2 separate regions of the Oryctolagus cuniculus genome follow, and region 2 is linked to region 1. Evidence: chromatin contacts called from public Hi-C data. All regions are on one chromosome and are shown on one strand. The core of a region is the stretch at or near the end of the contact, and the rest is flanking DNA. Distances in the headings are between cores, read along the strand shown. Region 1 overlaps FGFR1OP2 (FGFR1 oncogene partner 2). Region 2 holds the start of TM7SF3 (transmembrane 7 superfamily member 3).

Region 1 (7,439 bases), core at 2,022-4,521:
AAAGAAAATTTAATATATATTGTAATGTATTATAGTATATAATTAATATAATATAAAGTGGCCTTTGACTTGTGCTATAGTTTGGATGTTGACTGGCCCTGAAGGCCCATGTGTTAAAGGTATGGTCCCCAGAATGGTGCTGTTGGGAGGCGGGGCCTCATGGAAAGTCCTTCCTTGGGTTGTTGCAAGTGTGCCCTTGGAAGAGGGTTGTTTGGAAAGCCTGTGTGTGAGCCTCCTGGCTCGCCCTGTGAGCCTTACTCTGCACACGCTCTGCCACTGCCATCTGCCCGCATCAGAGTCCACGCCAGGAGGACTGCCTGATCTTGGACTTGAACCTCCGAAACTGTAAGCCAAGGCTGCCATTCTCCTTTAGGTATTTTGTTACAGGACTGGAAAGCTGACTACCACACCTTTACTTGTTGAGTGCCTGCATGTTGGGCATTGCCTGGGGCACTAGGAGGAAGATGGCAGGGGATCAGGCATGCTCTTTGATCTCAGTCTGGAGTGTCATAAGTGAGACGCATACTAAGATGTGCATGTACAAAAGAGGTTCTGCATGTGATGAACATTTATTAGGGGGTGGGAGTAGGAGCTAGGGTGCTGGCAAGAATTCCTTGAGGTGATGACATTGGAGAGAGTGGGGCAGCAGCCAGCTAGTGGTGGGCGGAGCACACACAGAACCTGAAGGCCCTAGGCCGTCCCAGCCCTTCCTGGTGGCAGTTGGTGGGGCCCCATTCTCACTGGGTTAGCCCTTCCTTGAAGCAGGTGTTGTCAGGCTTCTCTCAGTTAAATGGTAACTGCTTCCACGAAACTGCCCAGAGGATGCTTGTTCCTCCCAGCACCCTGGCGTTCAGCAGTTGCTCCCTGGGAGGTGGTGGCCCTAAGCCATTGCCTCTCTCCCTGAGTCTTTCTACTGTCCCCAGGCGGAACAGCTGTCCTGGGCAGGAGACTGAAGAATGGCTGCAGCTACCTTTCCACCTGGGAGTCTTCAAGGGGCGACAGGCCTGTTCACCTCTCATACACCTCCTGGCTCCTCTTGTTGATGGATTTCCTGCTGCCTGCACTTGCTCTCCTGTGCTCTGACCTGCCTGCCTCACAGCAGCAGACATGCCTTGGGAGGGGCTGGATGCCTGTATCTGGTGCATCTGGAAGCAATTGAATCAGGCCCCAACTACTTTTATCATTAAAAAAAAAAAATTGTATGTATGTGGGTGAGAGAATGACACAGAGCTCCCATCCATTGGTTCACTTTCCAAATGACAACAGCTGGGGCTGGGCTGGGGCCGGGAGCCAGGAACACAATGCAGGTCTCCTGTGTGGATGGCAAAAACCTTAAAACTCGGAGCCATCTCTGCCCCTCCAAAGTCTCAGCAAGAAGCTGGAGCTGGGAATTGATCCTAGACTCTGACTTGGGACAAGGGTATCTTAACTGCTAGGCCAAACACCTGTTCTCAACTCCTTTTGGGGGAGAACTTCCTTGCATCACGATTTTTTTTTGTTAAAAGGTGTGCTGTTTGGAATGTGTCTGGTTTCTAAAGGAATAATTTCAGGGCAGTGCTAAGGACTGCCTTTCTCTGTAAAAGCATCTGTCACCATGCTTCTTAATGCCTGAGGTTTTTTCTACACAGGACAGCCTTCTGTTCCACATTATAGCTACTCATCTTTGCTTGCAAACCAGCTCCACGTCTGAATTCCTTCAGTGATAAACACCAGTGGTTCTCTTCCTGCTGAATGAACAGTATTTTGAGCTTCTGTGTATGTCTGGAGTCTTGCATGAATCAGGAACAAAATCCCTCTGTGCTCACTGAAACAGGTCGTAAGACAAACCTAGTCCAAAGAGAGTTAGCATTTCAGAAGCTCGTTCACTCACTCATGGGAATAACCTGGAGCACTGAGCGCCTGACCAGGGTGCTGCTGCAATTTGAGACCTGTGGTCAGAGCCTCTGCGCTTCCTAGTAGCCCAAACCCAGCACCATGCATCTGCAGCTCTAGGTAGAAAGCGAAGATGCTAAGGTCTGGGGTGCTGGTCATACTTGACATGTTGCGAGGGAGGGGGAGAGAGGAGGCCGACCTGTTTGAACCAGCTGGGTGATGGACAGCCACAATCACGACCCAGCCTGCAGCTTTGTAGTGTTGAGAAAGCCCAGCTGTAGTCTTCCTAGGTGTCTCACACTCAAGAAACATCCTGAGTTTCAAGACAGTCTGTTTTATTCGGTTACCATTCTGTTAATATTGGTTTATATAGGCTGTGTTTTCTGAAAGGCTTTGATTGCTCTAAAATAACACATTTCTTTCTTTCCTCAAATGGAAAAAAAATTTCCAAGAGACATCAACTCGAAACTAATGTATTTGTGTAATTTAATATTAAGCTTTTAATTTACTACACAAGTTTATTTTCTTTCCCTTGTTATAATCTTCAAGCCATAGTATACACATAAAATAACTATTCCCTTGCTGCAGGTATTTGGGGGGAATCTACTCCTTCCACTCCTGCCCTACCAGCGTGTGGGCTTTGGTCAGGAGGTAGCAATGAAGATGACAAGGGATGGCAGGTTTCCAATAGATCTTGAAGAACCAGCAGGATCTGCTGATGAATTGCATCCAAGAGAAAAGACAAAGTGGAGTCACAAGGCACCACCAAGGATTTTGGCCTTAGCAGCTAGAAAGATGGAACTGTTGCTGGCTGGAATGGGGACAGGGTATGGAGAGGGTCCGGGAGTAAGACGGGGAATTTCATGTTGGACATGCTAACTCTGAAACATTTGACAGTCACAGGTGGCTGAGTTAATGACAGGTTTATGCCAACACTGTACATCTGGGAGTCTTCCAGCTCCAACGCGATATTTAAATTTATGAGACTAGGAGAGACCACCAAGGGTCTGAGCAGAGGACAGGCAGGATGACCTAGCCTAGCAATCCTCTAGCGTAGAAGGCAGAGAGCATGAAGGAACAAAGAGGAACAGGCAGCGAGGCAGAAGGAAGCTGTCCCCTCAGGCTCCAGTTAGAAGTGATCTTCATGTTTCACTCCAGCAATCAAAAAGAGGTAGTGGCAGCCATCCCAAATTAAGTTAGGGATCTGTGATCTTCCATTTTTCATTGAAACAGTTTAAAAATAAAAAATACTGGAAGCTACCCAGATATTAAAGTCTATCAGAATATATTTGAGCAGTTTCCCTGATAACTGTACTCATTCTAGGAAATAAACCAGCTGACTGATGAGAAATAACAGATGGTCTGTCTCCTACGGGTGACGGGGTGCAGCTGTTCACAGTTCGGGAGGCCGGAATTCTGGTCAGGGAGAGTGCCTTCCAAACCTCTCTGCTGGCCTCTGCTGGGGGCTGACCACCCTCAGGGTTCCTGGCTTCCAACAGTCTGCCCTCCCATGGTTTCCTCTCTAAATCTCTGGGCTTCTAATCTCCTGCTGTTTTTATTGTTAACATAAAGAGAACAGGTTTCATGTATTTCATAGACAAAATTCTAATACAGTGATACTTCTCTCCCTCTCTCCTCCTCTTTAATTTTTCCAATAATATCCTATGCTTCTTTCCTAAGGACACGAGTCATCCAAGGTAATCCTGTTTGGGACCCTTAATTACATCTGCAAAGGCCGTATTCCAGATAGGGTCACACATTTCCAGGAAATCACGTCACATCTTGGACTTCCCTTCCGGGAGCTGTGGGGCAGAGACCTGGGTCAGCCTGCTACAGAGGATAAAAAGGTTTGCAGGATCAGAGTGGCTCAGAAACTCTATTCCTAAGAAATAGTTTCTGAGTTCCTAGTTTTGTGCTAAGAAGAGACTTTAAAATACATAAGAACATTGTTTTCAAATTAAATTGGAGACCATATCAATTTTAATTACTCATCTTTATTGACAAAATAGGCTCCTATGCAGTATGTACTCTCAAGACATACATTTAAGGTTCAGTTTAAAAAAAAAGTACAGGATGGAAAACTGTCACAAAAAAAGACAAAGTAAATGTCTTACAACAAGACCATAAAGGTATCCAAGCAAGAAGACCAAGAATAAATTAACTTAATTGTTTATAAAAATAAGTATTTATCAAGTAACATTTGTTAACAGAGCTGCCTCAATGTACTGCCTCAGACTTAACCTCAATTGTGTAGCTTATTTTCTTTAATCCTTACTTGGGATAAAAACTGTTTCAGTGAATGAGCGTCAAATTAAGGGATATTTGCCCAAAACCAATACAAAAGTTTAAAAGAAGTGCCTTTTATTTATAAAATATCAAGTAAGGCCTCTGAATGAGAACAGAAATCCAATTAATGTCTGGGCCACTAGCCCTTTCCTATCAGTCAGCCCCACTCCCCCAACCTTAAGATAGAAAAATTCTGAAGCAAAAAGTAGTTTTGCATTGTACCAATATATGAAATTATACATAAAAGTTACCATGGAAAGTAATATTTGCTTAACAAATTATATACTCCAAAGTAGAATCTCTACTTGTGCTAACTTTAATATGTATTTATATAAATGAATATATTTAATTATATCTGACACTCATCCTTTTATTCTATAATTACCACATAGTATGAAAAATTTAGGTTTCAGCTAATGTTAAAGCTCATTTATATATCTGGTAGTTTTTAAAAAATTTATGTACTGTGTATCTGTTATTTTTTAAAAAACAGAAAACGTATTTCTGAATCCATAGACTTTCAACTGAAATGTTATAAGAAAGTCTTACAGGTTCCAAGACCAGATCAAGCTTAAAAATTGATTTAGAAATTTTGAGATTTTGATTTGATAAAAGGGTGCTATGAGCCAGAGGAATTCCCAACTTACTTTGAAATTACTTGGCTTATCTTGCTCTATTACACGTTTCAACTCTGTAAGATAAACGAACTATGTAGTATCCTTGAACATCAACCAGAGAAAAATCTCATCTTTGTTTCTGACTTATAACCAAAACTTATTCTTTCCAAGAAGTAGTTTAACCTACTAAATGTTTATTATAAGATTTTTCTTTCTTAGAAAGTAGTATTCCTTCCTCTTTCATTCCTGAAATGACATTTCATACACTTCAGCGAGTTATAGACAATTATTAGGTAAGTATCAGGACAAAATTAAATCACCTCTCTTAAGGTACATGTAAAACATTCCCACATCCTTTAAAACCAAATTTTCTTAGACAAAAACTGAAATTAATGGGAAATTAGATAATCATTAAAGTTGAAGTCTCATGGTCCGTAAGCTGTTTCACTTCTGACACCAAACAAAAAGGGTAAAATTTACTAAAAGGATCTTCCACTTGAAGAAGTATGGCAAAAATAAATACTTTAAATTGGGATAACTCTGTGGATTCCCATGTACTGGGAATATTGAAGTTTATCTAAGCTCTTTATGCTGAGCAGTCGTGGAAACCTTTCATCCCCAGCTAACAGCGTTCAGTTTCCACTTCTCCATTCTGTTTGGAATAGTCATAACCATTAACTACACATTTTCTGTTGCTGTCCCTTAGCCAGTGTACTGTACATGTTAGAAACAAACAAAGGGTGGATTAAGACTGAGTGGTCTTTTCCGTCATTGATTCACTGATGCATAGGTCGGTCCTAGTGACCTCGGGAGCCAGGTGAGTGCAGACGTGGGGCTCTTCAGCTCTTTCTCAGACTCAGGTCACTGTTGGTCACTAATGCTGACAGTGACGTACTTTCTGATGCGTCATCTTTCCTAAGGTTCAGAAACGATTCTCGAGTTATTTGAAGGATCTCTCTCAGGCCTTTGTTTTCTTGCTAAAGGGAGGCAAGCACAAAGCAGCAGTCACCTTCTGCAGGGCAGTTACCAGAGGACAAACATAACAGCACGTTCTGTCACTGGCGTGAGGGTGCTATGGGATACATGTACTGACAACTGGAGTGGAAAGAACTTCACAAAGAGCTAAGAAACGTGTGCAGTATCTTCCACCATTGCAGATGTAATTCAGTAACTCAGAAATTGCCTTACTTAGTAGTCACAGCAGAGGTGAAGGTAATACCTGCATTTACACCTACGTAACTCGTGGAGCCAGTGAACAGGTTCCGGGACTAGAGTGGCAGCACAGAATGCAGCACAAGACCTGTGATTTGCTCTCCTTGATGGAATGTGAGAGCAGTGCTGGCTGAGTACAGGATACTTTCAACAGGAAAGTAACTGACCAGATCTGTTCTTGGTAAACAACGCTGCTTTTGTTCTGCTTTTATAATTTATTGTCTACCATTTTATTTTCAGTCCCACTTTCTAAGTTTCAATGGTATAAAGTGGAGATTAGCAAACCAGGGCCTGCCGTTTTTAATTTTTCATTTTGGACAGGCAGAGTTAGAGACAGAGAGAAAGGTCTTCCTTCCGTTGGTTCACCACCCCCAAATGGCTGCTACAGCCGGCGTGCTGCGCTGATCTGAAGCCAGGAGCCAGGTGCTTTCTCCCGGTCTCCCATGCGGGTGCAGGGCCCAAGCACTTGGGCCATCCTCCACAGCCTTCCTGGGCCACAGCAGAGAGCTGGACTGGAAGAGGAGCAACCGGGACAGAATCCAGCACCCCAACCAGGACTAGAACCCAGAGTACTGGCGCCGTAGGCAGAAGATTAGCCTTGTGAGCCGCAGCGCCAGCCAAGGGCCTGCCCTTAAGACTTTTTGTAGATAAATTTGTGGTGGGGGCTAGGCCTGGTTTTGAATTACAGCAGCAGAGGTGAGTAGGTGAGAACTCGGCTGTAAAGTGGAATGCACTAACACCATAAGCTCAGAGTGGAAACTGGCGTGTGGTTCTCTGTCAGCAATGTCCCCACTGCAGTTTGCAAATGAAGAAACTTCTGACCTATGAAGCCCTGTTCCATTGATTTGAGCTGCTCAACAATGACTTACACTTTTGATACCACAAAAATCAAGGACAGATCAGACTACAAAGGCTTTTACTGTCCCTAAAAAATAAACAGTGCCCCAAAAATATTACTTGCGGCTTGAAAGAATATTTCCCTTCCTCACCTCTAACAGCACAAATAAAGCAATATAGGATCAATTACTGGTATAAGTTACAAATGATGATAAATTCTTGCATCACCATACAGGCTTGTACATAGAACTGCTAAAACCAAGAGGAGAGAAGACACCATCTTACCAGTCAAGGTAGGAAGAAACTGCCTGACGTTCCGCTGAGAGGGAATCCCACCGTCACCCACTGACCGTTACTCCCCCTGGGAAGCTGATGAGGGTCTGAGCAGCTGCTAGGCTTGGAGAAGGGAAGCCACATGCTGCCCTCTGTTCCTATCAGAATCAATCAGCTGGAGTCGGGGCAACATGCGGGGCAAAGCACAGACTCCCTGCATCCTGCAGCAGTGCGAGTTTTGGTGCAACAGCCCCGGAGCTATGCTCTCTCTACATGAGCCGGGACACTCCTCTTAGCTTCTGGAGGCTGGCACAAGCAGCAGCCTGTAAAAAAATCTGCTGC
Region 2 (7,439 bases), core at 3,661-6,160, 42 kb before region 1:
ACCTCCCTCTTACCTGCTCATCTTTCCCTCTCCCCTGCTCACAGAGTCACGGCTTTGGAAATGACTCCTTGTGGTCTCCTTGTCTGCTGCAGATATATGACTTGGTGTGACAGCTCCTTCTGGTGCATTCCTTAGATGCATGAATGCGGCAGACACATTCAAAGCATGGCAGTGGGGGAGACAGTCCTTGGGGAACTCAGCTTGCAGGACTGAGCCCGGCCCTTTCTGGGAAGCCCCACCTCTGCGTCAATAGACCTGACCTGCTGGGGGAACCACACAGGTGAGACACTTCCCATATCATGGTACCAATGCCAAGTGACTCTCATTTGCTTTAACTGTAGTTTGGAGCAGTCTGTAGCTTTCTTGTACCAGTTGAGAGTATACCGTACCGAATGTTGCACCGTGCCATGGAAGCTGCGTTTGCAAGGGGCAAAAGGTCAGGGACTTGCTAGGAGTTCTACACTTGCCCAAATGTGAGATGAATAGGGCCTGAACTAGAGTGTTGACCTTGATAAAAGCAGAAGTAAAGACTAGAACCCATCTAGGTCTCCCACGTGGGTGCAGGGGTCCAAGCACTTGGGCCATCTTCCGCTGCTTTTCCCAGGCCATTAGCAGAGAGCTTTGTCAGAAGTGGATCAGCGGGACTCCAACCATTGGTCATGTGGGATGTTGGTGTTGCTGGTGGTGCAGGTGCCACAATCCGCTGTGCCACCACTCTGGCCACAGCCTCTTTTCAGAGCCAGTGTTTGTAACCAATCATGTTGTAAAGAATGTTGACGGGGATGGCGCTGTGGCGTAGCAGGTAAAGCCACTGCCTGAAGTGTTGACATCACATATGGGCACCAGTTCCTGTCTGAGCTGCTCCACTTCCAATCCAGCTCTCTGCTATGGCTTGGAAAAACAGCAGAAGATGGCCCAAGTCCTTAGCATCCTGAACCTACCTGGGAGACTGGGAAGAAGCTCCTGGCTCCTGGCTTCAGATCAGTGCAGCTCCAGCCATTGCAGATGGAGTGAACCAGCAGATAGAAGACCTCTCTCTCTCTCTCTCTGCCTCTCTGTAACACTGCCTTTCAAATAAATAAATAAATACTTTAAAAAAAAAAGGAAGAAGAAGAATGTTGTCTCCAGCCCATGAGGAATTCACCCTCCACTTACCTAAAGCCCGCAATTTTGGGCCAAGCCATTGTATCTTCTGTCGTGGATGGTTATGTTCCAACCAGAATTTGACCACACTGGGACACTTCCCAAGACTCATTCAGTCACTGGGCTTGTGTCTCCCTGGCCTGCTCACTCATATTGTCCCGAGTCAGCCCTGTATGAATCACTTTACAGAGCCTGCTTTGTTCCTGTCAATGCTCTGACATCCTGCGACCCCCACCCCGCTCCTTGGCTGCACATCCCCACTTCTCCATGCTGCATTCAGACTTGAGTCCAAGCTCTCCTCCACTCTGCAAGACCCTGTTGTGGTGCTGGTACCTATCTTGGTAGGCCTGGGTAAAGACTTCCTCACCATGCTTTAACAGTATCATTGAATAGCTTTTTCTGTAACAACCAGCTTCTGTACCAATCAATTGGCTACAGCTTAATTGACTAATTGTTTACAGCTTCATGTGTTAAACTGACTACAGGGCCTTCTACAGCCACTCAACAATGACTTACTGTGGTTAAACTTGATAACTGAGTAGGTCAACCAGTTCAGGTACCCCATGCGAATCCCTGGCCTTCAACAAAATCTTACTTAGCACATGTACATTTCATGAATGTGTAGAGTCCATGTAGATGTGCTTCTCTTGCACGTGCCCCACCCCACCACGAGCTGAATGACATGTGGTTTTAAGAGGAGGGACCCAGTATTATATGTCTCATCTTTTAAACAGCTAATGTGGGTAAGTACTTTCTTTTAAACTTTATATTATTAAAAGTTTCAAACATACACAAGAGTAGTGAACCTTCATGTAGGTATCACCCAGTTCAACAATTATCAACTCAAAACCAATGTCATCATTAGTACTTTTTTTTAACAATCTATTTAATTTGAAAGGCAGAGTGACAGAGCTAGAGAGACACACACAGAGAGAGAGATTACTTTTATCCACTGTTTCACTCCCTAAATGCCCTTAGCAACTAGGGCAGGGGCAGACTGAAATCAGGAGCTAGAAACTCCATCTGTGTCTCCCACAGAGGTGTCGGGGACCCAAGTACCTGAGCCATGATCTACTGCCTTCCCAGGTGCATTAGCAGGAAGACAGATCAGAAGCAGAGCAGGCGGGATGTGAACCGGCACTCCAGTATGTACGTAGGCATCCCAAGCAGCTGCCTAACCCTCTGTGCCGCAACACCCACCCCCAGTACTTTGGTTTTTTAATCTATAGTAACTCTAGTTTTTCGGAAAAAAAATCATTATTTTTAACTTGGTGTCTTAACCCCTTAACTACCTTTTTTACCTGTTGAGCACTAGGCTGCATCACTGTAGAAGAGCATTGGCTGTGCTGATCCTGCTGTTCTGTTGCACACTTCAGTGCACACTACACCAAACACACATAATTCTCTTTCTCGCCTCCACCTCCCTCTCCACTTTGTTCCCTTGGTGATTGTCTACTTGGGCTTCCAACCTTATTGTAAATATCTCTTTCTAAAACTTTCCTGCGGGAACAACCTTCGGGAGCAGCCTGGGTTGGAGCCCTGGCTCCACTTCTGATTCCAGGTTCTTGCTAATGTGCACCCTGGGAAGCAGTAGGTGATGGCTGAAGTGCTTGGGCCCCTGCCACCCACATGGGAGACTCAGATGGAGTTCCAGGCTCCTGGCTTCAGCCTGGCCCAGTCCCAGCTGTTGTGAGATCTGGAGGAATGAACCAGCATATGGGAACTCTCTTTCTCCTTTTCTCTCTCTGCTTTTCGAATACAAGTGAAAATAAGTAAAAATAAAAGTTTCCTGAATGCTGCCTGTAAGTAAGTTAACCGCTCCCACACTGTAGAATTGTTCCTTGCGCTTTCCGTGCCGCACGTGGCATTCAGAGTGCAATCACGGTCGTGGTCCCTTACAGGCGGACAACGTTCTGAGAAACACGTTGTGAGGTGACTTCTTTTTGCAGACATCACAGAGTTGTGCTCTGTGAACCCAGCAGTACCGCCTCCTTCACACCTGGGTTGCACAGTGCCACTACTGCTCCGCTGGCCACAACACAGAAAGCAGCATAAAGTTAAATCAAGAGCAACAGAAATTGAAGCCATCACAGACTCTGTAACCTGAGACACTCTAGGTAGCCGCTGCAGCAGACTTTTTTAAGAGGCTGGAGTGCACACTAAGCTGATGATAAACAAGTAATGTTGGGGGCTGGCACGGCACTGTGGTATAGTAGGTTAATCCTCCACCTGCGGCACCGACATCCCATATGGACGCCGGTGCTAGTTCCAGCTGTTTCTCTTCCAGTCTAGCTCTCTGCTGTGGCCCGGGAAAGCAGTAGAAGGTGGCCCAGGTCCTTGGGCCCCTGCACCCATGTGGGAGTCTGGGAGGAAGTTCCTGGCTCCTGGCTTCAGATGGGCACAGCTCCAGCTTTTGCAGCCATTTGGGGAGTGAACCAACAGAAGGAAGACCTTTCTCTCTGTCTTTCCCTCTCACTGTCTGTAACTCTACCTCTCAAATAAATCTTAAAAAGAGTAATGTTGGTGGATTGCCACTGTCACTTTTGGTGCCTGTATACAACTGGCAGTGCAGGTTTGTTCACACCAGCACCCCACAGTAGGGAGAAAGCATGTGCTAAAGTGTTAACCCAGCTGCAGGGTCTCGAGGCTGGAGGACTTGTTCAGCTCCAGTGTAACACTGTAGCACTGAGGTGCTGTTTGCTCTGCTGGGACAGCAGTCTCCCTGTGTGGTGCCTGCCTGTATCCACACACCACCCCTCCCCTCACCAGACCATGAGCTATTTGCAGCAGGAAAGGAAGGCACAGATCCATGAAGGCGTATTGTAAAATACCAAGGAAGCCCCATTTTGCAAACATTTACTGCTTCATAAATTGCCTTTGCGCAAACACTTCAAGATCACTCAGGGGCCAGTGTTGAGGCTTGGCGGGAAGAGCCTCGACTACAATGCTGGCATCCCATACGGGCACCTGTTCGAATCCTGGCTGCTCTGCTTCTGATCCAGCTCCCTGCTAACGGCCTGGGAAAGTGGCGGAGAATGATCAAAGTTCTTGGGCCCCTGCAGCCATTGGGAGACCTGGAAGAAGCTCCTGGCTTCAGAGAGTGAACCAGCAGATGGAAGACTTCCGTCTGCCTCTGCCTCTTAACTCTGCCTTCTAAAACAAATGAAGCCCCCCACCCCGCCCCGCCCCGTGGTTCTACTACGTAGAGATTCCAGGGGTTATGCAGCGAATTCCTCTCATTGGCCATTTAGGTTGCGGTGGCTGTTTCTCCTATCAACGACACTTTGATGAACCGTTCTATGCACTAACTTTTGCATTTGTATCCGATCGCCACACTTCAATGTAAAAATGGAATCATTACACCAAAGACACAGACCTGATCTTTGAAACATTTTATTTCTTTGTCACCTTCCCTGGATTTCATCCACTGCGGCGGGCGGGCGTGCAGACTCCAACCCCCGGGGTGCGGGAACCGGGAGCAGGCAGGCCTTGGCCCCGGGGGCAACGACCTGCAGCTGTGAGGAAGGGGTCGGTTTCTCTTCTCTCTTTCTTCACAGAGAACCGTTATGCGCGGGAACAGGGCCTGTTGGGCCCTAGCCGAGAGCTGTTCTGTCCGTCCGCGGCGGGGAAGCGCTCGCCGCGGCCTCCCCGGACAGCCCCGCGCGCGCCAGCAGGGGGCGCCCGCCGCCCCGCCCCGCCTCGCCCCGCCCGGGACCCGCCGCCGCCGCCGCCGCCGCCGCCGCCGCCGCCGCCGCCGCCGCCGCCGCCGCCGCCGCCGCCGCCGCCAGCCGCCCGCTCCATCGCCGGAAGAGGCCGCCTCTCCGTGGCGCGGAGGTCGGGCCGCGCCGGCGACCGCGGGGGCTGGCAGGTGCGCGGCGCGTGCCCTCGGCGGGCGATGGTGCCCCCCGGGGTAGCGCTGGGGAGGCTGCGGGGCCCCGGAGCGCGCGGCCGCGTCCCGACTCGAGCTCGGCGTGGGCCCGGCGCGCTGGCGATGGTGCTCCGGCGGCTGCTGGCGCTGGCGCTGCTGGCGTGGGGACGCGGGGTGGCCGCGGGCGCCGAGGCCGTCGGGAACGCCAGCCAGGGTAGGTTATGGCGTGGGGCGCGCTCGCAGCGCCGGGTTGCTGGCGCTTTCCCCGCTAGGGTTGGGGTCCGCCTGGATGCGCCAGAACCTCCGATGCGGGCTGTGGAGATGGGCGGGAAGGATACGGCGAGCCGTGTTCGCGTCCTGCGTGGGGTCGTCCCGGCGCTCTCTGGGGCGCGGAGCCTGGCCGGGGGTCCCCGTGACTGGGCCGCGGCTCTCGGGGTGTAGCGGTTCCCTCGGCTCCAGGCTGGCGGCCGCCGCACGTCCGAAGCGCGCGTCGCACCAAGCTGCGGGTCGCGTGCGTTTCGGCGAGGTGAAAGCGCGTCCCCACTGTGGGAGGGAGCTTGCGGTTGCGGCTCTAGCAAACGTGGCGCTCCCGCAAAGCCCGCGTGCAGCGTGAGTGCCAGGATCTTTGCCTGGGACTCAGGCCAGAGCTGAGCCGGGCGATTGTATTTTTGGAATTAAAAAAAAAAAAAATCGGGTTAGCAGCGAACACGCCGCAGGGTGTGCCAGGCGCTCCTCGGGCGCGCTCCGTTGTAATCCTCAGAACTCTGCAAGGCGATGATTGGCCTCACCTGGCGGCCCAGGGCGCTCGCCGCGCAGCCTGGACCGAGGGGCGGGTACCCCAGGTGCGGGTAAGCGAGCCCAGCCGTCTGCATTTAACACGGTGCTGCTGTGTATTTCGCCCGCCTGTCTCAAAATAGCCTGAGGAGGAGGAACAAGAGGTGAGCGACAGAGGCTGAATTTGTCCTTGATCCAGCGCTGGCCCTCCGGAGTCAGGCCGCCTGGGGTCCCCCATTCTTATTGCTAGGTCACTGCCTTAGTGTTTCATGTCCGGGAATGTTTGCGCCACAACTTGAGCAATAACCTGGGAAATTAGTTTTTTAAAGATCTATGTATTTATTTGGAAGAGAGATCTTACATCTGTTGGTTCACTTCGCAAATGGCAGCCGCTGACTCGGGCTGGGCCAGGCCAAGCCAGGAGTTGCAGCCGGGTCTTCCGCGTGGCTGGCAGGGTTCCGAGCGCAAGGGCCTTCCTCTGCTGCTTTCCCACACTGTTAGCAGGGAGCTGGATCGGAAGTGGAGCAGCCAGGACTGGCACTGGCACTCCAGTGTGGGATGCCCGTATCACAGTTGGCGGCTTAACCTGCACACAACAGCCAGGCCAGAGAAATTAGTATTTATTTCAGGCACCCTCCCCCCTTCTTTGATGGCAGCCCTGATACCTCCCTTTTTGTCACTGTGTTCGTTGCATGAGTGTTACTTCTGCACAGGGAAGGGGTGGCATGTGGTAACTGAACGGCTGTGTGATGGCAAAAGCTGATGGTCTCTTGGCGGGTGGTGTGGTTTGGTGGGTGGGGCTGCCGCCTGCCGTGCTGGCATCCCATATGGGTTCCAGTTCGCGTCCCGGCTGCTCTACTTCTGATCCAGCTCTCTGCTGTGGCCTGGAAGGGCAGTGGAGGATGTCCTGGGTGCCTGGGCTCCTGTGTCCGCGTCCAGTGGTTGCTGCCATTCGGGAAGTGAACCAGTGGATGAGGACCTTCTCTCTCCTCCCACCCTAGCTACCTACCTACCTACCTACCTACCTATCTCCTACCTCCTACCTCTCTACCTCTCTCTGTCGGCCTTTCACATAAGTGAATAAATATTCTCTACAGCAGCAGATAAAAATCAGAAAACAAGGAAAGATTTAGTTCAAGGCTTGCAGCCTCCTCTTGAAAATGCCTGGATTCTGCTCTGGTCTGAACCGAAGAAATCGAGCAGCTGTGGTGATTGGAGATTTATCGGTCACTGCACAGCTTGAGAAGCGACTTGAGTGCCCAGTGAATCTTGGACAGAGGCAGATCTGGACTCCGTACGTCTGCGGCAGGTGCAGTCTGTGGCACGCTGGGCACGCAGGAGAATTGGTCATTTAAATGGTTTTCCCTTTTCTTGTGGTTTCCATCACTCAGCATGTTAATACGTAGGACATGCTGAGCAGGGTGTCGTGGGGACCTTCCACGGTGTGTCCTAGTGCTGTAAGAAGGTGGCGGGCGGCGGCTGTGACCAGCAATCACTCTCTCAAATGTGTCTGAGAGGTGGGATGTGCGCTTGTGTTTCCTTTTGGCTTTTGGGGCTGATAAAAATTCCTCAAAAGGTGAACATGCGATTGTGAGGGGTCGTCCAATGCCAGCCAGTGCAAGCAGCTGAAGCAGTTTTCCTTCTGACACGCTCC

What was found. A called contact is a pair of places that touch in the nucleus more often than the background predicts.
Region 2: a contact with region 1 is called in a Hi-C map of psoas muscle, with 2.1 times the contacts expected there. The contact joins the promoter of TM7SF3 here to the enhancer-like site in region 1. A contact is called at or near these places in 2 of 6 Hi-C or Micro-C datasets (psoas muscle and an unstated tissue).

The regions. Positions count from the first base shown.
Region 1 is chr9:124,204,398-124,211,836 of mOryCun1.1, reverse strand. FGFR1OP2 (FGFR1 oncogene partner 2) reads right to left here. Exons shown (of 6, transcript XM_070049535.1): 6 at 3,847-5,752. The coding sequence ends at 5,615. The region is part of intron 11 of TM7SF3 (transmembrane 7 superfamily member 3); the gene reads left to right. Among named protein-coding and RNA genes, the nearest start is that of TM7SF3, 42 kb to the left of the region's middle. Within about 2 kb of position 3,271, at least 1 of the 8 cell types and tissues checked has an H3K27ac peak or open chromatin away from gene starts, as enhancers often do.
Region 2 is chr9:124,247,678-124,255,116 of mOryCun1.1, reverse strand. TM7SF3 (transmembrane 7 superfamily member 3) reads left to right here and starts at 4,910. Exons shown (of 13, transcript XM_017343318.3): 1 at 4,910-5,225. The coding sequence starts at 5,039.